2 separate regions of the Rattus norvegicus genome follow, and region 1 is linked to region 2. The links are chromatin contacts, called in public Hi-C maps. All regions are on one chromosome and are shown on one strand. Each heading gives the region's core, a stretch centred on a gene start, on an enhancer-like site or on the middle of the called end of the contact. The rest is flanking DNA. Distances are from core to core; before and after follow the strand shown. Region 1 overlaps Zfp827 (zinc finger protein 827). Region 2 holds the start of Mmaa (metabolism of cobalamin associated A).

Region 1 (2,804 bases), core at 4-2,503, 140 kb after region 2:
CTGAGACACTGACTGCTCTTCAGTGAAATTCCTTAGGATGTGAAACTCCATTATTTCCCCAATTGCCCTAAAGGCAAGAAGCAGAATTCTCAAGGGGCTACATCTGGGAAAGGGTCTCATTCCTTTTGTTTAGCCTGTGTTTGCTATAGTCAAGCTGGGAATTGCTGGTTCAGGACCCATTCAAACATGTCAGTGGGATGAAGTGGGAAGCCAGCAGTGTGTGCTAGCCCGGCCTGCTCAGATCGGCTAACTCTGACTCCTGGATGGGAACTGACAGGTGGAGACTTCAGGCTTCCTTACTGGTCCTTCCAGTGATGTTCAGTTACCTGGAGCTGACCCACTGGCACATCAGGAAACAAATGTACTGGGGCTCACAGATAAAGAGGAAATAAGAGAGCCCAGTGACGCTGTGTCGCATGGAACCCATCATCGGCCATGTAAACCAACACAAATCATGGAGCAGTGCTGTCCAGAGGGATTCAGAGTGCTATGGTTTCATCCTGAGAGTCGCAGAGCTCGTCACTGTTTGAGGAACATCAGTCACTTGCTCCAACCAGGCAATACCTTCTCTGCCTCCATTCTAACCAAATAGGAGTTTTTCTGCTTGAAAAGACTCCAGAATCAGTGTGTCTGAGGCCCAGGAATCCAAGAACTGAAAAGAGCGAGCAGTGATGTCATCTGATTTGAGCCGGTGAGGATTTCCAAAAGTCTGCTGGCAATCTTGTCTTGATTCCAAATCAAACAAAATGACTTAAATGTATTCAGTGTGTGGCACATACCAACATCGAGGTTGCCGCTTAGCCACATACACAAACAATCGGTTTGTCAGAGTGAATGCCTTCTTCCTCCACTTCATTTCTCTTCATGTTTGTGTAACTCTGAAGACCGGCCATCTTCCCTGCTAGAAATCTGCTCACTTTAGTTAAGAACTCTATTTCTTTCTCTCTTTCTTCCTCTTTATCTCTCTCTCTTTCTTCCTTCCTTTCTTTTTTTTTTTTAGACTTAAAGTATCTTAAATAGGAAATTTTATGTGATACATCTATTTTTTATGGTGATGACAGTAGTGTGTATGTGTGTGTCTGTGTGTGTTTCCATGTGGCAGTTGGAAGACAAGTTGTGGACTTGGTTCTCTTCATCCAACTTTACATAGGTCCCTTGACACAGGTTCCAAGGATCAGACTCAAATTGCCAGGCACACATCACAGGCACCTTTACCCACTGAGTCATCTTGCTGGCCCAGCAAATTCTATCTAAACTAGCAAAGCTTTCTTAGAGATTCTGACCAGTGTGTTAGAGGAAGTGGTGCACACACATGGATAGTGAAAATGGACCTGTTTTTCCTCTCTTCACCGTCTGCCTCTGTCTGGGAACTGTGAATTTTGCATCACCCTGGGAGGAAACTAATTCACACACTACCCAAGGGTTGAGACACCAGCCCCATAGCAAGTCAGCATGGAGGAACTGGCTGTGGCATCACGGAAACTTACTCTTGCTCTCCAATGCGTCCCGGCAAACCGCCTTTGAGTGCCGGGCTGAAGAATGGATCAGAGACGGGTCTAGTCTAGCCAGTTACCTGCTCTGCCCTGTTGGCTGAAGCACATTTAAACCACTTAATGAAATTATGCATTAAGCAAGTCTTGAAAAGCCTATGAAGAACTCACTTCTCAGCCACTATAAACATCACAACATTTTAATGTAGTTTTGACACAGGCTCTTGTGCGACTCAAGTTGGCCTTAACTCCAAATATCACTGATGATGACTCTGACTTTCTGGTCCCCTGCTTCCTCCTTCTAGAGCTGGGGAAACAGGTATGTACCACCACATCTGCTTATGCAGTGGTGGGGCTTCAATGCATGGCCTCTTGTGTGCTAGGCAAGCAAAAAGCCTCCTATGTCCCCAGATGCAAGATTTAAAGGGAGACTGAAATCTGAGGATCATGAAGGAAGGTGAGGGAAGAGCACAGTTAGCTGGGAAGCATCCTGAACCGAGCCCTTCACAGCAAGGGCTTCATGGTATAGTTTACTACAGTACTCATAGTAAACATTCTCACAGGCCAGGGTGTTAGTGGTTTGGTTCTTGGTAGTTTTCTAAGCTTGACAAACAAAACAACTTATCACTAAGCACTTCTCCCATGAACCAGGCACAGCTAAGCCCCTCACTATAGAAGATGCACACTCATGCAGCCCAACAGGGAGCTGCAACAGGTAGACAACAAACACTAGGGAAACTCCACTGCAAATACCCAGATGTTGTCTTGCCCGTTATAATTTGGTGTAACATCTAGGAAAGGACACCATTAGGGGTTTGGGTATGGTAGATCACCCCTTCTGTGGCAGTTCTGGATAAACACATACACACAAATGACTCCAGGCATGTTCGTAAAGCACTAGTTAACAGAGATTCACATTTTATTGGCCAAGTCAGACCTCTGTAGAGATAATCCAATGAATTCTATGAAGCCAAGTTCCTTTCTGATGAAGGCATTGACTTTTCTAAAAGCAATTCTAAACAATGGCTTTGTCTTCTCCTGAAATCTAATTGTTATAATTTTCTGAGCCCTCTAATGTTAACGGAATGATCTATGCATGCCTTTCTTAAACAGATTAAAGGGGGAAACATTCAAACTTCAACCAGCCTTAATAAAATGGAAAACCCTTTATAATTTAGTAATAAAGTTGAATAACATAAATATTGGGCAGTATTCTTTATCTGTAATTAGCTGATTACTAAAGTGCTGGTTGATTGTGTGTCAACTTGACACAAGCTACAGCCATCGGAGAGGAAGGAGCCTCAGTTGAGGAAA
Region 2 (2,976 bases), core at 32-2,531:
ATTTGAAAATCTTTACTGCTACCTAAGACTGCCCGGCTGCCTTAAATAGAACCATGCTATTTTTTTCAATACTAACAACTATGAAAACCAAATAAAACCAATTTTGAATTTTTCTGCATGGCTCTTAATGAGATTCAGACTAATCACTTCGAGAGGAGGCTGAACATAGGTGGAGCTCTCACAGCCTCAAGGCAGGTTCCAGTCCTGTGTGTCCTGTCGGCCATGTCCCCTCCTTCCCCCAGGACAGGAGCACTTCTGCTTCATGAACGTCTTTAATTCTTCCCAAAGGAGTGATAAGAACAGTTAGGAATACTTGATTTAAAAAAAAAATGCATTAAAGTAAGAGTTTGCAGAATAAACAGCAAGCAAAGGCTAGGGAATCATTTTTTTAGTTAGCAAAGTCCTCATAAACTCCTTCATAAAACTTAACCTGTATCAAGAAAAAAAAAAGTATTATGCAGATCGGCATGGATGTTACCTTGATTAAAATATTACAAAAACTTTCCCCTAAAAATCGTGTACGAGTAGGCAACGGCTTAGTCACCTGTTTTATTATGGTTTTTTTTTTTTTTCTTTTCCTTTTTAAAATTCACTACAGTGTGGCGCGGTGGGGCCCAGCTTTAATCCCAGAATTTGGGTGTCAAAGCCTGGTTTACTTGGGGAGTTCCAGGATCGCCAGAGAGACCTTGTCTCTCCAAGATAATAGTAATAGTAGTAATAATAATAATAATAAATTAGCATTTCGCCCCAGTGCAAAGTAGAACTAAGTCAGATCCTTTCAAGGGAGAGCCTGCCCACGCCAGACGAACCTCCCTGGGCATTGCTGAGGTGGTGAGCAGAGGTCTCTGAATGTGGGGCATGTTAGGAAATACTCTTATGAGTGCATCAGTTTTAAAGTGAAGAATTGTGGGCCCTTGAGCCACTCAAACCCGCCATTGTTCAGACTTGCATTTCGGCTGGGGGTGGAGCGGTTATTCCAACAGGTGGCAACCTGCTTTGCAAAGTTTGTCTAGGTCGTCATCAGTGACCCATCTCAAGCTTCCACGCGCGGAAAGAGAGGGCATGGCACCGCGGTCGCTGGGTCGGGCAGGGCCGAGACAGCCTAAGCCAGGACGCATTCCAGAGAGCAAAAGCCGAGCCCACAGCGGCCTCCACCACCCACTTCCCGCCCAAACAGACCCCCGCTACCCGCGCATGCGCCCGCCGCGAGACAGGCCTTCCTTCAGCGCCTGCGCCTGCGCGGGGGCGTCACGTTACGCCTGCGTGCTGCCGGAGGCGGAAGGGGCGGGCAGGGCGGGAGGAGCGGGCGGAAGGGGCGGTGCTTTACTGCGCGGCCTCGCGAGGGTGAGTGTGGGGCCCGGTGCGCGCGGAGGCCAGGAGTCGGGGCCGGTCCGTCCTCCGCCCCGGGTCAGCCCCGCTGTAGGGGGCGCCCCCTGGAGGCTCGCGGGGGGCAGCCGAGGAGGATGTGGCTGAATTAGGGGCGGGGTGGATGTGGTCGGGCCTGCAGGAAGAACTGGAAGGGACTGCGTGCTTTTTCCTTACATAAGAAAGGCGTCGCAGACACTGCTGTCAGGATCTGTGGGCTGAGTTGTGAGCTCCTCTCGGGCAGCAGGGAAGGAGACGGGGCCAAAGGTTGTTCCATGTTAAGGAGCTCCGCCTATGGAAGGGAGCAGCAGACACCTCAGAGTGGAAGGAATACCCATTTGCAGAGGATTCAAAGCAGGATACAAAATAGGGTTCAGACTAGGAGTCACAAAGGGTTGTCTGGGTTCCAAACACCGTCTCGATAGGGCCTGTAGCGTTCCACAGAAGACATGCCAACTTCAGATATGTTTCTCATTTGAAAAAAATGAAAGATAGCCTAAGAAAAGGGTTTCTTACTGCCGCCATAAGAGCTCCTATGTATATATTTTGGAGAACAAAGAGACTATAAAAAGTGGCTAAACTGGGTAGAAAACCAATTTCCAGGAGAAACAAAACGTTTGGAGGTCATCTACAATGTCTAGAGTGTTCTTTGACAAAGTAAATATATTCAGAGAAATAGTATTTTTACTAGGCTGGTTCTTTTAAGGCTTTGTTTCCTATTAGGAGAGACTATAAACATGGAAAGTTACGTAATCATGAGGAACATAAATGGTGCCTACAAAATTTGAGGGTGTCATAAGAATATATTTGGAATGGATAGAACAAGTGAATGGCTGAAATCCGCTCCAGCAGATTGGTGTCATGTGGGAAAAGCAAACTTCTTCCCGTATGTAAGAAAGGTGTTGAACATTGCTCTAAAATCTTTATTGCCACTGGTCTTTTACAGAGATCTGATTTTTCTGCAATATGGAACAAGTATCTGTATTTTTATGTGATCCTCCCATTGGTTTTAATGTGATAGGTGTTCAGTTGAGTTAACATGCACCCTCTGTGTGCCAGGTACAATTTGTTAGTAGTCTGAGCAGATTTATCACCTAAGTTGGTATTCAGAATAATATGATGAAGAAAAGATTCTCCAAAGCCAGGATCATCAGGAGAGGGTTTAAGAGAGGAATTTAAGCAGAAGAAAAATGTTGTAGAAGAGGGAAGATGTGGCCTGTGGGTCAAATCTGGAAGTTGGGAAAGCAGCAGGTTTGGAAAAGAGACTCCTAGGAGTCTGAGAGGAGAGTGTGAGAAGGTTGTGCAGCAGACACAGACTATCGGACTTTTTTCCTAGGGCATCAGGGTCACACAGAAGACTTAGGACACAAGCAGTTGTGCTCCACTCCCACAGTCTCTGATTCAGAACCCTTGGAGTAGGCCTGAGATTTTCCCTCTCGTCAGGTACTCCTGGTCTGGTTTGGGGAATTGCTGTAATAGGATGTGAAAGAATTTGAACAAAAAAGTTCCAAGGTGGATCTTGCTGAGCAGTCCAAGGGCTCTGGAGAAGGGGTGGAGAAAAGAGCAGTGTTCCTCAATGCTTGGCGCCAGGTCCTGCCTGTGTGCACAGCC

What was found. A called contact is a pair of places that touch in the nucleus more often than the background predicts.
Region 1: a Hi-C map of the A7r5 cell line shows a contact between it and region 2, with 2.1 times the contacts expected there. The contact joins the enhancer-like site here to the promoter of Mmaa in region 2. A contact is called at or near these places in 2 of 12 Hi-C or Micro-C datasets (the A7r5 cell line and Schwann cells) and 1 of 1 datasets of contacts at active chromatin or transcription factors (oligodendrocytes).

The regions. Positions count from the first base shown.
Region 1 is chr19:45,659,923-45,662,726 of GRCr8, forward strand. All of the region lies in intron 8 of Zfp827 (zinc finger protein 827), which reads right to left. Among named protein-coding and RNA genes, the nearest start is that of C19h4orf51, 88 kb to the left of the region's middle. Within about 2 kb of position 1,254, at least 3 of the 93 cell types and tissues checked have an H3K27ac peak or open chromatin away from gene starts, as enhancers often do. A contact at or near this core is called in the A7r5 cell line, where this site is marked.
Region 2 is chr19:45,522,071-45,525,046 of GRCr8, forward strand. It overlaps Mmaa (metabolism of cobalamin associated A), which reads left to right and starts at 1,282. Exons shown (of 7, transcript NM_001389261.1): 1 at 1,282-1,344.